2 separate regions of the Sus scrofa genome follow, and region 1 is linked to region 2. A link is a contact called in public HiChIP or PLAC-seq data. All regions are on one chromosome and are shown on one strand. The core of a region is the stretch at or near the end of the contact, and the rest is flanking DNA. Distances in the headings are between cores, read along the strand shown. Region 1 overlaps LOC106508008 (a long non-coding RNA gene). Region 2 has its middle 140 kb from the start of LPP.

What was found. HiChIP or PLAC-seq counts read pairs in DNA pulled down with a chosen protein or histone mark.
Region 1: an H3K27ac HiChIP or PLAC-seq map of skeletal muscle shows a contact between it and region 2. The contact joins two enhancer-like sites. A contact is called at or near these places in 4 of 5 promoter capture datasets (fetal liver, liver and skeletal muscle), 3 of 47 Hi-C or Micro-C datasets (fetal skeletal muscle, liver and skeletal muscle) and 2 of 2 datasets of contacts at active chromatin or transcription factors (alveolar macrophages and skeletal muscle).

Annotation. Positions count from the first base shown.
Region 1 is chr13:125,415,827-125,422,093 of Sscrofa11.1, reverse strand. It overlaps LOC106508008 (a long non-coding RNA gene), which reads right to left. Exons shown (of 5, transcript XR_002337803.1): 3 at 3,986-4,065. Among named protein-coding and RNA genes, the nearest start is that of BCL6, 29 kb to the right of the region's middle. Within about 2 kb of position 2,408, at least 2 of the 83 cell types and tissues checked have an H3K27ac peak or open chromatin away from gene starts, as enhancers often do. A contact at or near this core is called in alveolar macrophages and skeletal muscle, where this site is marked.
Region 2 is chr13:125,636,167-125,642,457 of Sscrofa11.1, reverse strand. No RefSeq gene overlaps it. Among named protein-coding and RNA genes, the nearest start is that of LPP, 140 kb to the left of the region's middle. Within about 2 kb of position 1,262, at least 20 of the 83 cell types and tissues checked have an H3K27ac peak or open chromatin away from gene starts, as enhancers often do. A contact at or near this core is called in alveolar macrophages and skeletal muscle, where this site is marked.

The DNA.
Region 1 (6,267 bases), core at 1,159-3,658, 220 kb after region 2:
AAGTTAAGTAATTTGCTCAGGGTCACACAGGTATTGACATCAGAGCCGGAAGAAACCAGCTTTGTTGAAAGAGTCAGTGCTCTTTCCACAGGCTGCCTTTTCTAGAGACCTTGATGCAACTGATTCAGCAGCCAACAGTGTTAAATTAACATCGGTCACCTGAATTTGAGCAAGTGAATAATATTCCAGTCTAATGTAAGGGGTCCAGGCAGGTAACAGACTCTGAGCTGTTAAAGGTTTTTCCAAAAGTGAAAAGGAAGGTCCATGTGCCACCTGTGAATCTAAACCCTTGTCTAGGCCACTACCTTGTATTATGAATGTTTTCTCATAGCAGTGAGTAGTAACATTTTAGAAATGGGGATTTTTGAGCTAAATTTTCAGCAAAGCATGAGAATAATGTAGCTCACAGCAATGCCCTCTGGTCTTTCAGAGCATCAGACATTTTTTTTAAAATCAGTCGTGTAAGAAATGGCATGACTTTTTGGATGATTAGCAATCTAGTCTAGATTTTAGCTGGTGACACTTTCTGCAGCAACTTGCCTGTTACCTGCCACATAATAGGCTTAATCACTGTCCACTGAATATAAGCAGGTATCTTCATGTACATGAATACCATGTATAATAAGGGGTGTGATTTTGGTAATTATGCATGTAAATCTATTTGGATAGATAATGAATATGCAGATGGATAGATACTGGGGCCATGGGTCAGAGAAATGCCAAAAAGAAAAGAAAAAAGGAGGAGTTCCCATCATAGTTCAGTGGTTGACGAACCGGACTAGTATCCATGAGGATGTGGGTTCAATCCCTGGCCTTGCGCAGTGGGTTAAGGATCCATCATTGCCATAAGCTGCAGTGTAGGTCATAGATGCGGCTTGGAACCCGCATTACTGTGGCTGTGGCATACGCTGGTGGCCGCAGCTCCCATTCGACCCCTAGCCTGCATGCCTCAGGTGCATCTCTTAAAAAAAAAAAAAGAAAGAAAGAAAAGAAAAATGTACTAGAAAGTGTATTTAGCACCTACTAGGTCCTGGGGGAAGGAAATGGAAGGTGAGTCTCTTTGCACGGGCCTCAGATAACCATAAATAACATAGGCAGATGATTTTAAAGAAGCCATTTTTGTAGGTAAGGACTACTTGGATTTGGAGGCAAAGGAGGACCATTTTCTTTTTGGTGTGAAACACCGAGAATGTTAGGGATGAAAGAGGCCTGGGGCAGCCTGTGGACTTAGACATCTTAGATTGTAAAACTGAGCTGTGTAAAGAAGGGTTCCACAGGGATTCACAGACTTTAAAAAACATAAAAACAACCCCCTTCCCAAGCCACCCCTCTTTTCTGAAGGTGCTACGGAAACCTTGAAAAATGGGTCTTTGCAAGGAAGCAGAAAACCTGGTGAGATGGTGTAAGGTCAAGAGCATGGGCTCTGAACTCAGCCAGGGTTTAAATCTCCCTCATCTGCTTTTTAGCTCTTGGATCTGAGGGAGACTACTTCCATTTGGAAACTCTGAGCCTCGACTTCTGAAATGCAGACTCTGCCTATGTCTCTCTTCATTATGAGTTTAGATTATATCACAAGGGGTTCAGCAAAGCTCTGTCTCTCATTCCTCCCCACACCCACAAAGCCCTCCTCAGCCTCTGTCTTTCTCTGCACCCTTGGTCGGAAGCACTTGCTGCTTTCTCCCTTCTCATCTACCACATTCAGGTGTTGGATCAGATGATTTCCAAATTTCTGTTACATGAGTCTAACTGTCTGGTCCTACTTTTTACCAGATGGCTGGGCTAGCTGGATAGGATATCAAACAGTCTATTTTCTATACATTTATGTTAATGAGCCATTTACTGAGCTTTACCACATTTAATCCTCAAAAGAATACCTGTAAGGTAGCAGTTGCTTTCCCCCTTTATAAATCAGCAAACCAAGCCAAAAGGCATGGAGAGAAATCATCCTAGACCTATGGTTTGGGGGCAGGCTTGCAGAGGAGACTCTTTTGAAAGGCTTAACAATAGCACAAGAAAATGAGGCCTTTCATTATACCCGTGGCCTTGAAAATCAAGTGGAAACTTCCCAGTTTTCACTCCATCCATCGCCCCTCCTCTTGCACTAAATGCTTTAGTCATCTTCTCTTTCTTTTTTGTTGTCTTTTTCCTGTGTTGCCATTCCAGGCTGAGGTCATGACTCTCCTAAGAGCCTTAATCAAATCTGGAAGGCAACAGGGCTGAACACAGGATCTTTCCTACCTGACTCCTGGACTGAACAAGTGCAAAGAAAGCTGATGTTGGGAATCCAGCTCTTGCTGCCTGCGGCTGTGGGGCTGGCTATGAATTTTTACCAGCTCTTGCCTGATCATCTTTCTTTGGCCTTTGACATACTTGTCACTGGATCCGTGGTAAAGCCAGTCTTTCTCTCTAGCCACTAATTTGTATTTCCCCCAGAGAGCCTAGAACTATGCCCTACCCAGCGGGTACTCACTGTACTGGAGGTGGTGTCGCCAACCAACACAGCCCCAGATTACATTAAGTATTTCAGCAATTGCAATGAATTTCTGGCCAGCCTTGATGGTTTGGTCAGCTTCAGTCCCAGCCTTGCCCCTCAGAGATTGACAAAGCCCAGTTTCAACTAATTCTTAATAATGCAATTAAATTTTTGGAAACTGAGCTGGGTTTCATATTTAAATGGTGACTTTCACCACACAGGAGAGGTTGGCCAAATGCAGGAGGAACTGGAAGATTTTTGCAAAGAGATGAATTTGGATTTTCCATTTTTAGAAAAGCTGCATATGCTCATGTGCAGGTAACACTCCAGGCTCAGGGGTTCCCAAGGGCCAAAAGAGTGGGTAAAGCATGAACCCCTAAACCAGCATGCCTCATAGGGAATCATCAGTATCCTCAAAAAGAAAACTAATATTAGTAGTAGAATCTAATGGTAGATATGAATTTTGTTTAAATATTCTTTATATTTTTACATTTTCACAATAAAATATTTGGGAAAAAAAGAAAAGATTTGGAAAGATTTCATGGATGGAACTAGAGACTCTCATACTAAGTGAAGCAAATCAGAAAGAGAAAGACAAATACCATATGACATCACTTTTATCTGGAATCTAATATATGGCACAAATGAACCTTTCCACAGAAAAGAAAATCATGGACTTGGAGAATAGACTCCTGGTTGCCAAGGGGGAGGGGGAGGGAGTGGGATGGATTAGGAGTTTAGGATTAATAGATGCAGACTATTGCCTTTGGAATGGACAAGCAGTGAGACCCTGCTGTGTAGCACTGGGAACTGTATCTAGTCATTTATGATGGAGCATGATAATGTGAGAAAAAAGAATCTATACATGTATGTGTAACTGGGTCACTCATGCTGTACAGTAGAAAACTGACAAAGCACTGTAAACCAGCTATAATAAAAAAAATCATTATGTAAAAAAGAAAGAAGAAAAAAGAAAAGTAGGGGCAGAATTAAAACGTTTCTGCTTTTGAAATGCAACAACACTTACCTCTCAGGGCCATTGCAAGGATGGCATTAGGGCATATGCGGAAGGGCTTGCTCAGGGTCTTGCTCAGAACAGGGAGCAATGAATGTATTTATTAACACCACAGCATGGGAAAAGGCACCACTCTGAAGTTAAACGACTGCATCTTGAACTTCATGCTGCAGCTCACTAGCCCAGCTGGTGCCTTTCCATCCCGGGTCCCAGTCTCCTCATCTTTCTAATTGGAATAATAATCACAGCATATTTCTCAGGGTCACAAGGAGAAGCATGTTAGAGAACTGTTGAGAAAGTTCTTTGCAAACTAGAAAGCTCTCTAGGCAAAATAAAACATTATGAGATGTATACCTAACTTCTGTGCCCTTGTTTCAGCTCTTCTCTCTGCCTGAAACGCCCTCCTTCCCCACACCCTCTCTTCCTAACCTGGCTATTGAAGGCCTAACTTTCATTTATAAGGCAGGAGAACATAATGGCTGAGAGCAAAGCCTTACCTGGCTGGGTTCAAATTCCCACTTCTGTTTGTTAGCTCTTTGACCTTAGGTCAGTTACGTTCTGTGCTTCAGTGTTCCATCTATAAAATGAGGATAACAGCACCATGAATTCCATAAGATAGTGGTGAGGATTAAATAAGTGCACACATGCAAAGTACCTAGAACAGTATGTACTAAGCCCCTATATGTGTCAGCTCATTATTTCAGAGCTTACTTTATTATTTTGATGTTTATTTCAAGGGCACAGTCACTATATTACAAAATTTTTTATCATGACTTCAAACTCTACCTCCCCCAGAAACGTTTTTAGATGTCTTAGTTTGAAGCAATTGTTTCCATATTTAAATGCTCTATTTGTTGTAGCTCAGTGATTGCCCTTTTCATTGCTGGTGTCCCGTATCTTGCTCTCCTGCGCTGTCCTTACAGCCCTGAGTGACCCTGAGGCTTCTCCTTTTCCCTCTGTACATGTGGTTGGTGCACATTACATATCTTTTGAATTGGATGGAAGATATGCAAATATATACAGATGAGTTAGCCTAAATACACTGGACAGTAGCTAATAGCAACATTTATATAATACCAGTATTTTAAAGACCAAACACAACTGCAACATTTAGCACCATACCTGACCCAGAGTATGTGCTCTGTAATTGTATTTACTTGGAAGGATGGAAAGATAACTAAAAGTGCATTAAGTCCAATGAAAAGTTTATTGGGTCTCTCTTATTCAAAACATCTATTAGATGAGTAAGTTACTTCTCATAGGTGCCAGGGAGAGATTAAGATACATACCAAGGAAAGTAAAAGTAGCTCTTGACCTTTAGGCATTCACACTGGAGAGGAAACACTGTCCAGTTACTAAATAATTACAAGGGCCCCAGCCGCTAAGCTATGTAGGACATTGCTGCAGAGAAGTTGCCTTCAGCAGTTCAGTTCCCTCTCTAAGGTGTGTGGGCCCCCTCGATAGCAAACTGCCCAGTTGTGTTCACTGAGCTGACTGCAGCTTCTTTGCAATATGTAGGAAACCAGCAGAGAAGGTTTCTAGTTGCTGAATGGAAGAGGGAGCAAGTCAGTTATAAGGATGTGGGGGTTTACTGACTGCATACATAAAATATAAAACGAGGAGTTCCAGTCATGGTATGGGAGAAATGAACCTGACTAGGAACCAGGAGGTTGCAGGTTCGATCCCTGGCTTTGCTCAGTGGGTTAAAGATCCGATGTTGCCTTGAGCTGTGGTGTAGGTCACAGACATAGCTCAGATCCTGCGTTGCTGTGGCTGTGGCAGAGGCCGGTGGCTACAGCTCTGATTGGACCCCTAGCCTGGGAACCTTTATATGCCACAAGTGCAGGCTTAAAAAGAAAAAAAAAAGTGTATAGTGTGTATATATATGTGTGTGTGTGTGTATATATATATATATATATATAAAGAGAGACATGACACCATGAGTCACACTTACAGAATCATATCTCACGCAGATTTCTCAGTCTCAACCATTTTGATGTCAAATGTTGACAAAACATTGTAAAATCAAAAAAAAAAAAAAAGTGCTGGCCCTAAAGGGATATCTAGTTTCCTTTCAACTCCACTTCCACCAATGGCTTTACTTTGGCTGTCGATTTTGCTATCAATTGAGAAACGAGTTTGGCGTGGAGGATTTCTTAGGTTCATTCTACCTTTAGGGTTTTTATTTTATTTTTCAACACCTGGTCTGATATGAAAACCAATCTTTTCCTCTTGCTTCAAATACTACCTCTATTTTGATAAATCCCAAATTGATATCGCCAAACCAGACATCTCTTCTGAGATCAGGTCCTGAATATCCAACTGCCTACTTTGACACCTTCCTCAGAGACATCTCAAACACACCACGATCAAAAGTGAGCTCTTGATTGCTGGCAAGCTCCTCCTCTGCAATGTTTCTAACTAAGTAAATAGAAACACATCTCCCTAATTGCCTAAACCGGAAACTTGGGATTCATTCTTGATACCCGTCTCTCCTTCACCACCCACTCCTGCTCATCCAGTCTTTCTTTTGATCTTGTCAGTTTGCCTTCCAAGCGTGTCTTAAACCTTTCCAAACACCTCCCCACTGACACTGCTACCTCCTCAGTCCCAGTCACCTTCATCTCTCAGCAGGACTCCTTCCACAGCTTCTTCAACAATCTCTTCATGGAATGGAGCTCCCTGGTGGCTCTGTGGGTTAAGGGTCTGGCATTGTCGCTGCTGTGGTTTGGGTTATGGCTGTGGCTTGATTTCAATCCCTGACCCAGGAGCGTCTGCA
Region 2 (6,291 bases), core at 13-2,512:
AAGGACAAAAGACACACACACAAAAATTAAAATAAAATAAAAAAAATAAATTAAGTATAGTATTAATTAATTTAATACTTGTAAAATATATTTAAAATGAACAGTTAATTGATATAATTAATTAAAAGTCTGTGATCTTGAAAAGAACCTTGAATTGACAGAGAAAGACAAATACAGTATGATATCACTTATATGTGGAATCTAAAAAATAAAACAAACGAGTGAATATAACAAAAAAGAATCAGATTCACAGATACAGAGAACAAACTAGTGGTTACCAGTGGCGAGAGGGGTCAGGGGGAGGAAATTAAGAAGTACAAACTATTAGATATAAAATAAGTTACACAGATATATATCGTACAACATGGGGGAATATAGCCAATGTTTATAATAACTATAAATGGAGCATAGCCTTAAATTTTTTTAAAAAAGAAACTCTGAATGGAGTTTGAGGAGTTGGTATCAATTCTGGCATCTTTAAAACAGATCTGCCGGGGAAGAAGCATTCCATCTCCCTGCCTGCGCATCTGCCCTTGTGAAATAGGTATAATGTCCCCTTTGCACCTTATAGGATTATCACGAGAGTCAAACAAAATATTGCACAGGGGTGTGTAAAAACTAAAAGGCAAATCGCACACACACTCAAACCCCAGCAGGAATAAAATACTGTTATATTAATGTTTAGTTATCACATAATGAAAGAATTTGAACGTGATCTTCCTTAACCAACAGTGATAGAAACTCATAACATGACAAGAGAGCTGGGTGTCCTGTAGGACTTAATTTTCATGTGCTACCGTGAGGCTGTCTGAGGAACTTATCTTATGAAACCCGAGTGTTACTTGGGAGCTTATCAGGAGTGTTTCATGAGGGGAAAAGAGAACAGAGCCTAGCCGTGTCATGGAATATTCCTTCCTTTCTTCCATTGCCCCCAGCCCGGTGCTGTTGCCTTTCTTGCTGTGTATTATTGACAGAGGAAATGCTGATTCATGGGTCTGAGTTACAGGAAACCTTGTTTCCTGGTGAAGAAACAAGCCTGGTGGTGCTGCCAGCCTCCTTCTCCGCCAGTTTCTGCCACAGGCCCTTCTCCCGGGGCCTGACTGACAAGGGGTAGAGCCAACTCGAGCTTAACCAGTGAAGTCACTTTCCCTTGGAATTGAGTTTAACACTCTGTTTCTCCAGACCCTTCAGCTCTGACTCCATGATACCTTTCCAGCTGGGTTCCCTCCCCGCCCCTCTTGCATCCTGAGCTGCAGCCACACATGACCACTCCCAGTCCTTTGTGAATGTCTTATATTTTCCAGTCTCAATGCTTTGGCTCACGATGTGCCCCAGCCTGGAATGGCCCCTGACCCAGTGTCGGTTCATTGAAATCCTACCCATGCTGCAGTTCTGCTCAGCAGCTACCTGCTATGTGAAGCCTGCTGGGTTTCCTTCTCTTTGTTTTTCTTCTTTTTAGTAGGGCTATTTCCAAATATGCACATAAGTGGACAAGCTGTATGGTGAAATTCTGGGTGCCCATCGCCCAGCTTCAGCAATGACCTGATTTCTTTGAAATAACACTTGATCCCTCCTTTTTTTGAACTTGTCTAGTAGCTCTTATGTTCTGTGCTTAATCCATGCTTCTGAACTGAGTTTGAAGAAGGTGAATTGAAGGATTTAGAATGCTCTGTTTACCCACCTGCCACAATGGGGAACCTGAAGCCCAGAGGAGGGAGGGGAGTTGCTCAATGTCCTAAGACAGGGAGTGGCAAGCTGAGATCAGAGTCTTCTGAAGGGCCTCGCGGTCTAAGTGGAAGATGCGGATAGTATTCTCATCACAAGTACATGCTCCTGGATCTCAAGCACTGCAGGAGTTCAGGTTAAGTGATTAGTAAGTGTGTGTTGAATGAATATATTAATCTTCTATCCAATTGATTAATACGATGACCTCTTAGGCTTTGCACAGAGCAGCCCCCTGGTCCTCTCTGTGCTGTAATCTGATATTAACATGCCAAAGATATGCATTGGAGATATCTGACTTAAATGGAGAGAAAAGCCATGTAAATTCTAAAGAACACTAAGAGTTGGTGAAAAGTGTATGTTGATAAATATTTTAAAATAAGTTCTGGGAGTTCCCGTCGTGGCTCAGTGGTTAATGAACCCCACTAATATACATGAGGACTCGGGTCTGATCCCTGGCCTCACTCAGGTGGGTTAAGGATCTGGCGTTGCTGTGGCTGTGGTATAGGTTGGTAGCTGCAGCTCCAATTCGACCCCTAGCCTGGGAACCTCCATATGTTGTGGGTGTGGCCTTAAAAAGACAAAAATAAATAAAATAAGTTCCGAGGTATTATTACATGGATTAGAATTCTGTAGCGGAAGAGCTGAAATGATCCTGAGTTAATCTGCACTAGAAAGTAGGAGAGAAATGGCCCTGAATTTTTTTTCTTAAATTCTGTGGTTTGGAGTACTTGTGCATTTGGTAATTTGGGAGGAAGGCAAGAAGAAAAAGTGTGGAAAGAGAGGGCAAAAACTAAAGAGCTGGTGGGGAAATAATGGCAGTTCTTCATCTTGATCCAGATGAGGCTCAAATCTAGGTTTTGGAAGGACAGCAAGAGGTCATCTGGATGTCCAGTCTGAGACACCCTGACTTTACTATGTCAAAAGGGAAGGAAGGATCTGGCCATCAGACAAAAAGCTGTGGCTAGTGGGGTGGGCAATAGAAAGGTGTGTGGATTTTCCTCATAAAATGGAGCTAAAACACAATTTGAGATCCTTTCCTTGAAAAAAATCTTTTGACTCAGGTTCTTGCGCAAGGTCAGGTTTAATCAGTACGTCACCCCTGCCGTTCTTTGGTAGGGCAAAATGGCTCGGGGAGGAGAGATGTAGGGGCTCTGACTGGGCATCTTTCAGGCACTCCATCTGTACTCTCTCATTGGCCCATCAAACCGGTGGCAGTTACACCATCACCCAGGTCCCAGGGAGGGTCTGAGTTTCACCTGAGTGAAAGTCAGAAAGGGCCTCACTAAGGCCATGACATCTGCCATTACTAGAAGCACAGGAGCAGTAATCCGATGGCATTGGAGAGGTCACCCTGAGGCGAGAGGGGAAGATAAGGAGACCAAGAAGAATTATTAGAATCCTGGGTTCCTGCGTCACATTTCGGTGTGAGCCAGAGACCCAGATGGGGAGACCGTAAGCAGGAATTCTGAAATGGCACCCCTTCCCTACATTTGTCTCTCTCTGTTGGTGTCCCTGGGATGCTTGTTATGAAAAGTGTCAGAACATGGAGTTCCTGTCGTGGCACAGTGGTTAACGAATCCGACTAGGAACCATGAGGTTGCGGGTTCAATCCCTGGCCTTGCTCAGTGGGTTAAGGATCTGGCATTGCTGTGAGTGGTGGTGTAGGTCGAAGACGCGGCTCAGATCCTGCGTTGCTGTGGCTCTGGCATAGGCTGGCAGCTACAGCTCCAATTAGACCCCTAGCCTGGGAACCTCCATATGCTGCGGGAGCGGCCCAAGAAATGGCAAAAAGACAAAAAAAAAAAAAAAAAAAAAAGAAAAGTGTCAGAACAAGTACGTGGCCTGTGTGCAGCGAGTTGAGGGGAGGGCACCCCAGAGGAAGAGGGGTTGTGAGGGATGCTTTGCATTCTCCAGGGCTCTGGAATGCTGGAGAGAGGAGAATGGGTAGAATTTATGGATCCCATAGGGAGGAGAGAGGATTTAAGCTTTAATGGTGAGAAAGGTGGCATGTATTCCCATTTGGGCTGTGGGAATCCTTTCCTTTCAAGTACAAGCAGGAACAAAGTAACTGTTCATAAGAGACCCACTGTAGTCACCAAAGATAGGTAGGAATCCATGAGAACAGGTGTAGTTTGCCCTCTAAAATCCGTGAGAGGGCATTTCCTCAAAAAAAAAAAAAAAAAAAAAAAAGATCCCTCCCTCCACCCCACCTGCTCACCCACCTGTTTTATTTGCTTAATGAGTCTTTCTTCAAGGGGATGTAAAGGTAAGGGTGCCCAGCACTAAGGAATAATTACCAGCTCCAAGTGTAGTCCTCAGTGCAGCTGATCCAAGTCCAACCCCACCGAGGTGCTTGCTCAGGCCTCTGAGATGCACAAGCCGGGACAGGATTTGAGCCCTTCATGCTAACGCCGTAGCAAACTTGGGTGGTTTAGGGCCTTCACAGGAAAAAAGGAAATGTCAGGCTTTCCTTTGACACCTGTGACACCTGTGAAAAAGTCACTTTTTCCCACACCCTCTGTGCTAAGAGACAGCGTTCCCAAGCCAGGTGTGTTCATGGAGTGGTGTGAGGGGCCCGGCTGCGGAGGGCCTGGAAGGTTTCCACCACAGAGTTCAGGGGAAGGCTTTGGCCCTTGGGGCCTGCGTCACCCAGAGGGAGCCAGGCAGGAAGAAAACGCTCTGGCTGTGCCGCCCAGACCTCATTAGTGCCGGGGTTAATCCTGAGGTTAATGTATATTTGTTAGACTTTTTTTGTTTGTTTCCTGGTGTCCTATTTCCATTCCTAAGCTGAGAATTGTTCTGTAGACTTTGGCAGCATTCTCACTGAAACTCAAGGCCACTGTGTGTGCAGAGGAAAACTTCTGAGGGCCTCCTATAAAAGGAATGCGCATGAGTATTCAGGTCAGATGATCAGGCCCAGAGAAGGTACAGAAGGAATGAAGCATCTGCATGGGTGGGTCTGTAGCTGTTGAACAAGAGACTCTCAGGGGAAAGAGCCCTGTGGGGGTGTTTGCTGACTTGGGTAGTGTAGATAGTCCTACAGTGGCCCATCTTGAGCTACCATGATAGTGGCTGACAGTGGAGCTGAGAAGAGAGGTTGTACATCAGCTTTGTGTGCTGGTAGGAGATGCCTCCGCACACTGCCAGCCAGCAGGCAGAGCAGACACAGTAGAACTTGCTCAGAGGAGCGGGAGGGGAGGGAACCCAGAGATCAGAGGAGGTGTCAAGGTAGGTGTGGGTGTGGGCAGTGCCAGCATCTCCTGAGGACAGGCAGGAGGTGACCAGCCGGGAGGCAGTCAGCACCAAGCCAGCCAGAATGGATGAGCATCCAGAGAAAACCGCCTGCTGTTCACCGAGCAGTCCTGGGGGGTCAGATTCCCTGTACTCTCACTAATTCTCACAGTATCTCTGTCAGGGTATTCATATTTCTATTTTACACCTGAGGAATTTGAGGCCCAGAGAGATGACATGGATGGTCATGCGATAGTGGTGGAGTGAGAATTCGAATCTGGAGTCAGGCCAGGGGAGGCCAGGAGCAGGGTCTGCTCCTATGTATGCTGGACAGGATAGGTGGCTGCTAGTGGCCGACTTGATTCCTGGGGTGGGGGGTGGGGTGTAGTTTTGTAGGAATGAGGGCGCTGGTGAAATTAGAGATGCAGTATCAGGGATGAGTCCTTGAATGTAGGGTTCAAGGTCAGAGAGGGATGGACTGGATGCTGGGTCATAGCAAAGGCCCTCAACCCTGGAGCGGGGCTGAAAATCATCACTGTCATCATCATTACTATTATTATTATTATCATCAATATTATTTTAGGGCCACACCCTTGGTGTATGGAAGTTCCCAGGCCAGGAGTCCAATCGAATTGGAGCTGTAGCTGCCACCCTATGCCACAGCCACAGCAATTCGGGATCGCAGCCACATCTGCAACCTATACCACAGTTCACGGCAATGCTGGATCCTTAACCCACTGAGCAAGGCCAGGGATTGAACCTGCGTTCTCATGGATACTAGTCAGATTAATTTTTGCTGAGCCACGATGGGAACTCCCCTGAAAATTATTAAGTTGGGAGCCTTCTAAGTGTCATTTGAACAGGGTATCACTTACTAAGTCCTTTTTGTGGCTGTTAGGACTTCTGAGAAAGGACCGTATGTAGGATGCCTATGGGTATCTATGCTTTATATCAACATGGTATCCACAGTACATTATTTATTTATTTATTTATTTTGCTTTTTTAGGGCTGTACCTGTGGCATATGGAAGTTCCGAGTCTAGGGGTTGAATTGGAGCTACATCTGCTGGCCTACACCACGGGTTCCTTAAGCCACTGAGCAAGGCCAGAGATTGAACCCACAACCTCATGGGTCCTAGTCGGATTTGTTTCTGCTGCACCACGAGGGGTGCGTCATCCACAGTACTTTAAAACTGTAATACTTTCTATGGCAACTACTTTTAAAATGAAACGTCTGTTTAATTAATGAATGACTGAGGACCCCGCATGACTGAGAGACAGAGTTGAGGCTGTTACAGAGCTGTGCACGGTGTGAGACATGGAGGGTGGGTGGGGG